Regions from separate parts of the Oryctolagus cuniculus genome. Here region 1 is linked to region 2. A link is a contact called in public Micro-C data. All regions are on one chromosome and are shown on one strand. Each heading gives the region's core, a stretch centred on a gene start, on an enhancer-like site or on the middle of the called end of the contact. The rest is flanking DNA. Distances are from core to core; before and after follow the strand shown. Region 1 has its middle 36 kb from the start of PLA2G4D. Region 2 holds the start of JMJD7 (jumonji domain containing 7).

Evidence for each region. Hi-C and Micro-C count contacts between places; a contact is called where the count stands out from the background.
Region 1: a contact with region 2 is called in a Micro-C map of ear pinna, with 4 times the contacts expected there. The contact joins the enhancer-like site here to the promoter of JMJD7 in region 2. A contact is called at or near these places in 3 of 6 Hi-C or Micro-C datasets (ear pinna, skin fibroblasts and an unstated tissue).

The regions. Positions count from the first base shown.
Region 1 is chr12:65,120,415-65,124,701 of mOryCun1.1, forward strand. No RefSeq gene overlaps it. Among named protein-coding and RNA genes, the nearest start is that of PLA2G4D, 36 kb to the right of the region's middle. Within about 2 kb of position 2,672, at least 1 of the 8 cell types and tissues checked has an H3K27ac peak or open chromatin away from gene starts, as enhancers often do. A contact at or near this core is called in ear pinna, where this site is marked.
Region 2 is chr12:64,900,593-64,904,833 of mOryCun1.1, forward strand. JMJD7 (jumonji domain containing 7) reads left to right here and starts at 2,367. Exons shown (of 8, transcript NM_001204238.1): 1 at 2,367-2,430. The coding sequence starts at 2,367. It overlaps MAPKBP1 (mitogen-activated protein kinase binding protein 1), which reads left to right. Exons shown (of 30, transcript XM_017348119.3): 30 at 1-2,265. The coding sequence ends at 212.

The DNA of each region.
Region 1 (4,287 bases), core at 1,422-3,921, 220 kb after region 2:
AATTTCCATAGCCTGGTTAAAGTGATGGGAGACTCTGTTAGGTTAAAATAATTACACACAATGTTACAATGTGGGAAATCCTTCCTTGTGGCGGGGAGAACTGAGTGGTTAAGGAAGAATGTTCTCCAAAAAGAAAGCCCTGGGCTGAGAAGCAGAGAATACGGTAAAGGGGCTGACGGGTAGACTGTAGACTGGTGATAGCCGGCTGCTGCCCATTGAGTGCATTAATTGTACCAGGTACTGGTGTGTGTCTAGGTTTGGGAAGCTGAAAACTTAATTAGCCTTCCTCCACCGGCATACCTTCAATTGTAGGGAAGTGAAGAAAAGTCCATAAATATAAAAAGAATACACATGAGGATATCGTGTGTTGTGTAAATGAACAGGGCTTGTGGCCTCACGGTGTTGGGAGAACCCATTTTCTGAATTATCTGTATATGGCAGCAAAGGAAGATTTGATGGAATACAGCTGGGGACAATTACTAGGAAAAATAAAACCGGCTCTTGTTTATCGCGGAATAGGCCGAGACGCTAATAAACTGGTTCAGTTTGAAAAGGGCTTAGGAGTAGAGCCCTAGGGGACAGCAGCTGCTGCCACTGTTGTTAGGTTCAGGCTGGCTGTGCCCAAGGCGCTCCAGTTTCAGCAAACAAAAGCCCACTTAATTTGCTCCAAAAAGGGAACAGATTTATGGAAAGGAGCTGACTTATCTTCAGCCATCGATCCAGGGAGGTAGTAATCTCCTTACAGGTCCAGGAGAGTCAGGCTGGGCTCCTGCTTCTCCCAGGGTCCTTGACTCCAAAGTAGGGGTGCGCAGCCTCCTGGGGAAGGCAGGGCTGTGGAAAGGGGACCAACAGCTCTCCAGCATGTTCTCAGCAAGCTGCCAGTCCTGAACTTAGGAGTCTGTGTTTTTTTGTTGTTGTTGTTGTTTTTTGGTTTTGTTTGTTTTTTTTTTTTGACAGAGTTAGAGAGAAAGGTCTTCCTTCCATTGGTTCACCCCCCAGATGCCCGCCAAGCCAGGTACTTCTTCCTGGTCTCCCATGCAGGTGCAGGGGCCCAAGCACCCGGGCCCTCCTCCACTGCCTTCCCGGGCCACAGCAGAGAGCTGGACTGGAAGAAGAGCAACCGGGACTAGAACCCGGCGCCCATATGGGATGCCGGTGCCGCAGGCGGAGGGTTAACCAAGTGAGCCATGGTGCTGGCCCTCAGGAGTCTTATTTGTAAACAGGGGTCATAATGACACCGATGACACCGACCTTGTTGAAAGACAAGGACTACTGCCGGCAAACTGGAGGCCACAGGCCGCGCCCTCCTTTTCTGCCCAATCCCCATTGCAGAAAGTGGCTTCAGTGACCCAGCTGAGTCATAGGAGTATTATAGCTATACTGCAACTCCTAACGTGATCGCAATGAAATCATCATTTTTACAAGAACAAGACTTATTGTCATTTTCGAAGCCCATGAAGGGCATTTTCTAACTTTCCTTCTAGAACCAATTTTAAAGGCAGCAGCATCGGCATCTCCCTGCCTCCCCCCTGCCCCGGTTCTTCATCAGAGTAGGGAACAAGGACAGGGCTGGCCTCAACAAGAATTTCCTTCATTGCAGGGGCAGAATAGAGAAACAAGGGAAGAAGGGTGACGCAAGGCGCAGTGTAGTTCAAGTGGCAGTGCAGGAATCCCTTCTGGGCCCTGGCACCCTGGCATGGCAGGCCCTGGGGTGAGCTGTGAGGCTGGTGCCAATACCAGTGGGTCTTAGCCAGCGAGACCACTTGCCCCCAGGTCCTGTGGGTGTGAGCCCTGCAAAGCCCTGGCAGCTTCATTCCCTGAGAGGGGGTCAGGGGGCATGCCAGGCATCAGGTGCTGGCGGGGGACCAGGGCCAGGCTGTCCAGGGCACCAGCAGCAGACAGATCAACCCAAGTGGGCCTCATGGAGGCTGCACGCTCAGCAGGGGCAACACCAGGGCGATAGTTTGTGTTCCAACACTGACACCTTGTGGCACAAAGAGCAAAAACAGCTGGAAATGCTCTGAAAACCTTGGCTCCTGTGTGGGGAGGTTGTCCAGTTCCCTTCTCTCAGGTCTTTACTGGTCAGGCCCTGCCCCCTGGAGTAAGTTAGCCTTCCTGGGGGCTTTGTGATCATCACTGATGAGAGAAATCCAGGGAGAAAAGAAATATTTCCAAGCCAGACCAGTTGAAGGCTTGATGCCAATTCCATCATATGAAAACGTATCCTGTCAGTCTGAATTCCGACCTAGGGAGTGGTGACCCAGCACTGCCTCGGGGCTAGTCGCAGGAAAGACCTCGGGACAGCGCACACCCCTTCCTGGCTGGACTGACCATGCTCACGCTTGCTGGAGCAGAGACGGCTCCTCACCTTCCTGTGACACCAGTTCAGGAAGGGGCCCTGCCGTCCACCTGTTGCACCATGGGTTAGTCAAGACTCCGTCACGGCTGTCAGGAGCCAAACGAGGCAAGCTTAAGCCTCACCTCGCTGGAAAGATGCCGAACGAACTTACAGAAATGAAGATCCTGGCAAGCTGGGGGAGGGCCCAGCTGGGATGTGAACCAGTCAGGGCAGTCCTGCTCTAGTCTCCTCCCCATCGGCCTCATCCTCCACCTGCAGGGGCTACGGTCTGGCAGCCCACACTCAGCATAGCCGACGCCAGGGGAGCCGTTTGCTCCATCCTGGGGAAGGGTGCTGATCAGCTTGCTCAGGCTGGGTGTGTGCTCCTGGGCTGGTGCCTGGTGCCAGGGAGATGACATCCTGAGCTAGGCCCCTGCCAGTCACACCCTGGCCCCTGAGGCCGCTGGCCAGGAGTGCTGAGGAGACAAGACGGATGGGACGCTTACTTGGCAGGCACACATTAAAGGTTACCACAGTCCATCCTGCAGGGGCTGGCACCCCCCCAGGTTTCTGTGTTGTTTTGTTTTAGTAAACTCTTAATTAAAGGACACTTTTTTTTTATTTGACAGTTAGAATTATAGACAGTGAGAGAGAGACAGAGAGAAATGTCTTCCTTCCGTTGGTTCACCCCCCAAATGCCTGCCACAGCTGGCGCTGCGCCGATCCGAAGCCAGGAGCCAGGTGCTTCCTCCTGGTCTCCCATGCAGGTGCAGGGCCCAAGCACTTGGGCCATCCTTCCCAGGCCACAGCAGAGAGCTAACCTGGAAGAGGGGCAACCGGGACAGAATCCGGCGCCCCAACCGGTACTAGAACCCGGTGTGCCGGTGCCATAGGCGGAGGATTAGCCAAGGGAGCCGCGGCACTGGCCCTGAAGGACAGTTTTTAAAAAGTGGAATTAAAAGACAAGTTTATTTTGGTGCAAAAAAAAAAACAAAAACCTGAAATCCATGCATAGGTTCTTCATGATGTGTATTTGCTGTCAACTTTTTTGAGGACTCTCGGACACACAGGAAAGTAGACGAATCCTAAGCATGTGGCTGGACAAAGTCTCACCAATTGCGGCGGCTTCAACACTGCTTCCCCAGAGTCCACGCGTTGGAGACTTAACACGCAAAGTCATATATTAGCGGCATTTGGAGGTCTGGGAGGTAACTGGGTCCTGAGGACTCAGTCTTTGTGAATGGGTTAATCCCTTCGTGGATTAGTGGGTAACAGGCTAGCGGGTGATCACAAGAGTGGCCACTCGGGCTGTCTCCTGGGAGCCCTCTCACCTTGCGATCCCTTGAGACTCTGCAGAGATTCCCCCACTGGCAAGGAGGCTCTCACCACGCGGCCCCTCAACCTTAGACTTCCGCCCCTCAGAACCGTACAAAATAAACTTCCCTTTACAAATGACTCGGTCTCAGGTGTTCAGTTACCACCACAGAAGACAGCCTAAGATGCTACTGAACACACCTGCGCAGCCAGCACCCTGATGGAGAAGCAGAACGCGGCCAGCATCCCAGAATCCATCGTGCTATTCCCCCCGCCCCCGCTCTCCTCCCCTCCAGCGTAAACACTGGCCTGATGTCTCAGCCACGGCAGCTGGATCGATGTTACTTTACAGAAGCGCAGCCAGTCAGTGTTGTTCTTTTAACACCGGACTTCTTACACGCAGCATCGTGTTTATGAGATTCATCCGCGTTGCTCTGTGTACTGCAGTCTTTGCTTTCAGCATTCTGATGCACAATACCCTGAAAGGGCTTTAGTGTAGATGGGCATCCTCACTGTGAAGAGGAAGATCCAAGTGTCTACTACTATGAGACTTTACCTAGGCATTTTAACAAATGTACGTACGTACGTACGTATGTGTGTATGTATTTGAAAGGTAGAGTGACAGAGAGCGATGG
Region 2 (4,241 bases), core at 1,117-3,616:
CGCCCTCAGCAGAGCAAAGTCGCATCACTCAGCTCCTCAGAGACACCTTCTCTTCTGTGCGGCAGGAGCTGGAGGCCCTGGCCGGGGCAGCGCTGCCCAGCCCAGGCGGGAGCCCTGGGGCTGTGGGAGCTGAGCAAACGCAGGCCCTGCTGGAGCAGTACTCAGAGCTGTTGCTTCGAGCCGTGGAGCGGCGCATGGAACGCAAACTCTGAGCTCTGGCAGCCTGTCCCCAGAGAACGCTGCCCCTGCTCTGGACTGTAGCCCCTCGTCCACTCCCCAGACCTGTGGGGATGCTGAGTTGGTGGCAGGGGTCAGTGCTCAGAGGCATGGCAGTTCTCCCAGCTGCTCATGATGGGGCGCCGTATTTATTAATTTATTTCCCTGACTGTTGCCTCACCTCCATGGAACTCCTGCCTCCACAGCCTGCCCAGGGGCTCATGGCAGGGGTAGATCTTAGGTCTTTGTCACCTTGGTGCTGTGAGGGCTAGGAGGGCAGCCTGCCCCATCTGGGACCACCGGGAAGGGCCACCCTCCTCTTCGAAGCCATTTGAAATTACTTCAGGGATCAGCAGACACAGGGTACTCCGTGGGGTAGAGGTGAGAGGCGATGTGGTATTCAGTACCTTCACCTCTACCTCGCCTTCCCCTCCCACACCAGCTGCACTCCCCTGGCTGCCGGAGCAGGGGTTGTTTTCCCCAACTCCTGGCACTCAGAAAGGCAGAGCCGACTGGCCCTCCAGGCTGTCCCCAGCCATCAGGAGACTTGAGTTGGCATCAGGACCTGAGCCTCCACATTCCACTCCTGTTCTTCCCTCCAAGAGGGCCCCAGTGTCTCTACCCCTGTGTCCCTCCCCCCTCCCCTTCTCTCCTGGCCGGAACTTGGGGATCCAGCCGTGGGACATTGCTGCAGGACAGTAAAGCCCTCTGCTGGGCAAGCCTGAAGGCCTGGCCTCTTTTCCTCAGCCTCTTGGTCTTCCCCCTGGTCCCCAGCAGGCTGCTGCAGCCCAGCGGCCACCTTGCCCCTGCATCCTGAATGATGCTCAATCAGAAGCCTGTGTTGGAACCTCCCTCATGGTTTACAGGGCGCCAGCCCACCTTCTGAGTACCTTGGCCACAGATGAGGTCACACACATAAACAGAGTTGGGTTTTTGTTGCCAGGGTATTTGGCTGGCTGAAGTGCGCCTGGCTTCCTCTCACTCCTGCTCCCAGCTTCACCAGCCTAGCTTAATGTGGAACCCTTGTCAAGGAGCACGAGAAGGAATGGAACACACTAAACCCTAATTCTGGATTTCTGGCATCCACAGCCCAGCTGATGGGAGGTGGCCATGGGGCATCTGGTTCGGGTAGAAAGAGCCTCCTCAAAGATAGTGCTAGGTGCCCTGGATACCGGAGGTTGAGGGGAGGGAAACGCAGAGGCCAAGAGACACCAGAAAGGTGGTAGAAGGGACAGGTAAGTGGCAGGGGTGAGAAGGTAGATTAGAATTAAAGGGGCAGGTGTTAGCGGTAAGGGGGAGGAGATTGGTTATAGTAGGTAGGAAGGGTAGGACCAAACAGGCAGTTGTTGAAGAGTTGGGCAAAGCACCTGTGTCTCTGGGCCCTCCTGCTTCCCTCTACCCCCAGGTAAGTTGGGGCACCCTTACCACAGCTGCAGGTCATTAAAGCTCGTTCCCCCACGTGCTGGCTCCGTTGGCAGAGGCTTATGATGAAATTGGGTTCTGAAGGGTGCCTGTCGGTGCCCCATCAGCCAGCGTGCACTTGAGTAGATCCCAGCCTGTCCACCCCCACTCTACACCACCACCTGCATGGCCAAGCTGAAGTGAAACCCTGGCCCCAGGAACTCTTCGCAGCTGCGCACTCACTCCGTGCACCTCCCACAGCCCACCACAAATAGGGCTCAGGCTTGACCCTCTGGGCCAGGTTCTTGGCCATCTGCAGCCGACCTGTCCATCGCGAGGAGGGTGTTAACATTCCTGCTAAGGTGCGTGAGAAGGTGGCCGCCTTTCCCTACCCTCTGCCCAGCGTGGGCTGGGGTCTGTGGCCGGGCCGGCGCTCAGTCCCCTCCTGCATGTCTGAGGCCACTGGCAGCCGCCACCCCGTCCAGATTTGCCCTGCCCCCGTTTTGAAAGCCCCTTTATTTATAACTTTTATACCTTGCCCAGGCCGTGGCGCTTCCTCCCACCCCGGCTGCACGGGGCGGGGGCTGATTTTAACGTGTCCGTTTGTACTGATGTATGAACTTGTCAATAAACACAGTCATTTGTTAAGCCTGGCATGCCGGCAAGCGTGGCAGGTGAAAAGGCGCGGCCCACTCGGGAGGCGGGGCGCGGGGCGGGGCCCGCGAGGAGGGCGGGTCCCTGGCGGCGTCATGGCGGACGCGGCCCTGGACGCCGTGCGGAGCGAGTTGCGAGGATTCCCGGCCGCGGCCCGCGGTGAGTGGGTTGGCTCGGAGGCTGCGGGAGGGCCCCTGAGGGGCCGGAGACGTGGGCCGCCGCGGAGCTCGGCATGTGACCTGCCTGTGCCCTCACACGCTGGTGCCGCAGCGGGGCGGCCCCAGTCACGTGGTCCCGAGGCCCGGGCCGTGTGGGCTGTTTCTGAGTCGCCCTGCGCTGGCCAGGCTGTTGTCCTTACGACCTGAAGACTTAATCTTGTAAAGATTTCGTCTTTGTTGAACGGCGGAGAGAGAGAGGGCGAGAACTCCTCCCCTCCTGGTTCCCTCCTGTGGGATGCGGGAATCTTTTTTCTTTCTTTTCTTTTTTCTTTTTTTCTTTTTTTTTTGACAGGCAGAGTGGACAGTGAGAGAGAGAGACAGAGAGAAAGGTCTTCCTTTGCTGTTGGTTCACCCTCCAATGGCCGCTGCTGCCGGCGCACCGCGCTGATCCGAAGCCAGGAGCCAGGTACTTATCCTGGTCTCCCATGGGGTGCAGGGTCCAAGTAGTTGGGCCATCCTCCACTGCCACAGCAGAGAGCCAGCCTGGAAGAGGGGCAACTGGGACAGAATCCAGCGCCCCGACCGGGACTAGAACCTGGTGTGCCGGCGCCGCAGGCGGAGGATTAGCCTAGTGAGCCGCGGCGCAGGCATTATTATTATTATTATTATTATTATTATTATTATTGAGAGTTACAGAGGGCGAGCAGGTCTTCCATCCCTTGGTTCACTCCTCAAATGGCTGCAACTGCTGGAGCTAAGCCAATCAGAAGCCAGGAGCTTTCTCTGGGTCTCCCATGTCGTTGTAGGGGCCCAAAGGACTTGGGCCATCTTCTGCTGTCCCAGGCCATAGGAAGGAGCTAGGTTGGAAGTGGAGGAGGCATGACTCTAATCAGTGCTCCTATGGGATGCTGGTGCCGCAGACGGAGGCTTAGCCCACCACGCCACAGCGCCGGCTCCCAGAGTGTGTGTGTGAGTCCATGCACCCATGAGCTGTCTTTGATAGGACTCTGTGCTGCCCTGTGTTGTGGAGACCATTCCACACCCATCTACCCCGGGCATTTTTGGGTCATTTCCTCGCTCGGCAGTGGATCCTTTAAGTATTCTTTTGGCCAGTATATATTAACAGGCTCTGGATCCATCACCGAAGAACCCACTCTGCCCTATAGAGCTCACTGTCTGGGTGGAGAGGCAGACAGCTGTGGCCACGCCTCGTTAGCAAGTGACACAGAAGTAGGTGAGAAGGGAGGTGGAGGGCCGTGGACCCTAGGGGGAGTGTGCCAGGTGTCTGCAGGGAGCAGTCTTTGTGCACAAAGGCCCCAGGTCACCTCCTGGCTTTGAGGACTGGAGTGGCTGAGAAAGCACGTGCCTCTGCTGCCCACTTCCTCCCACGCCTGCTGAGCCGGCACCATCTTGCCCATGGCTGGAGGAGTAAGCAAGCACGAGAGCCAGCTCGTTCCTTTTTGGTATTCCCGTGTCCAGTGGGGTCTTCCCACTCGGTTCCAGTTTCTGGAACAGTTACGTGAAGACACAGAGCAGGGCCCCAGGGTGAAGGGAGTGCCGTGGCTGATGGGAGCAGGACGCAGTAACTGCCGAACGGGGGCCAAGGTGTTTGGCCAGACCTCAAGGACGACAGTAACAAATGAAGCCCTGGGCACTGTATGAACGCCACTGCTGGGAGAAAGGCACCCAGCGTGAGGGAGCAGCAGGACCCGCAGCTAGCAACCCCAGAGTAGAGCGCGCGCTGAGGGGAGGCACAGCACTGCACGGGAGGGCAGGGACGTTGCTGGGATGGCGCTCCGTCCTGGCATGGAG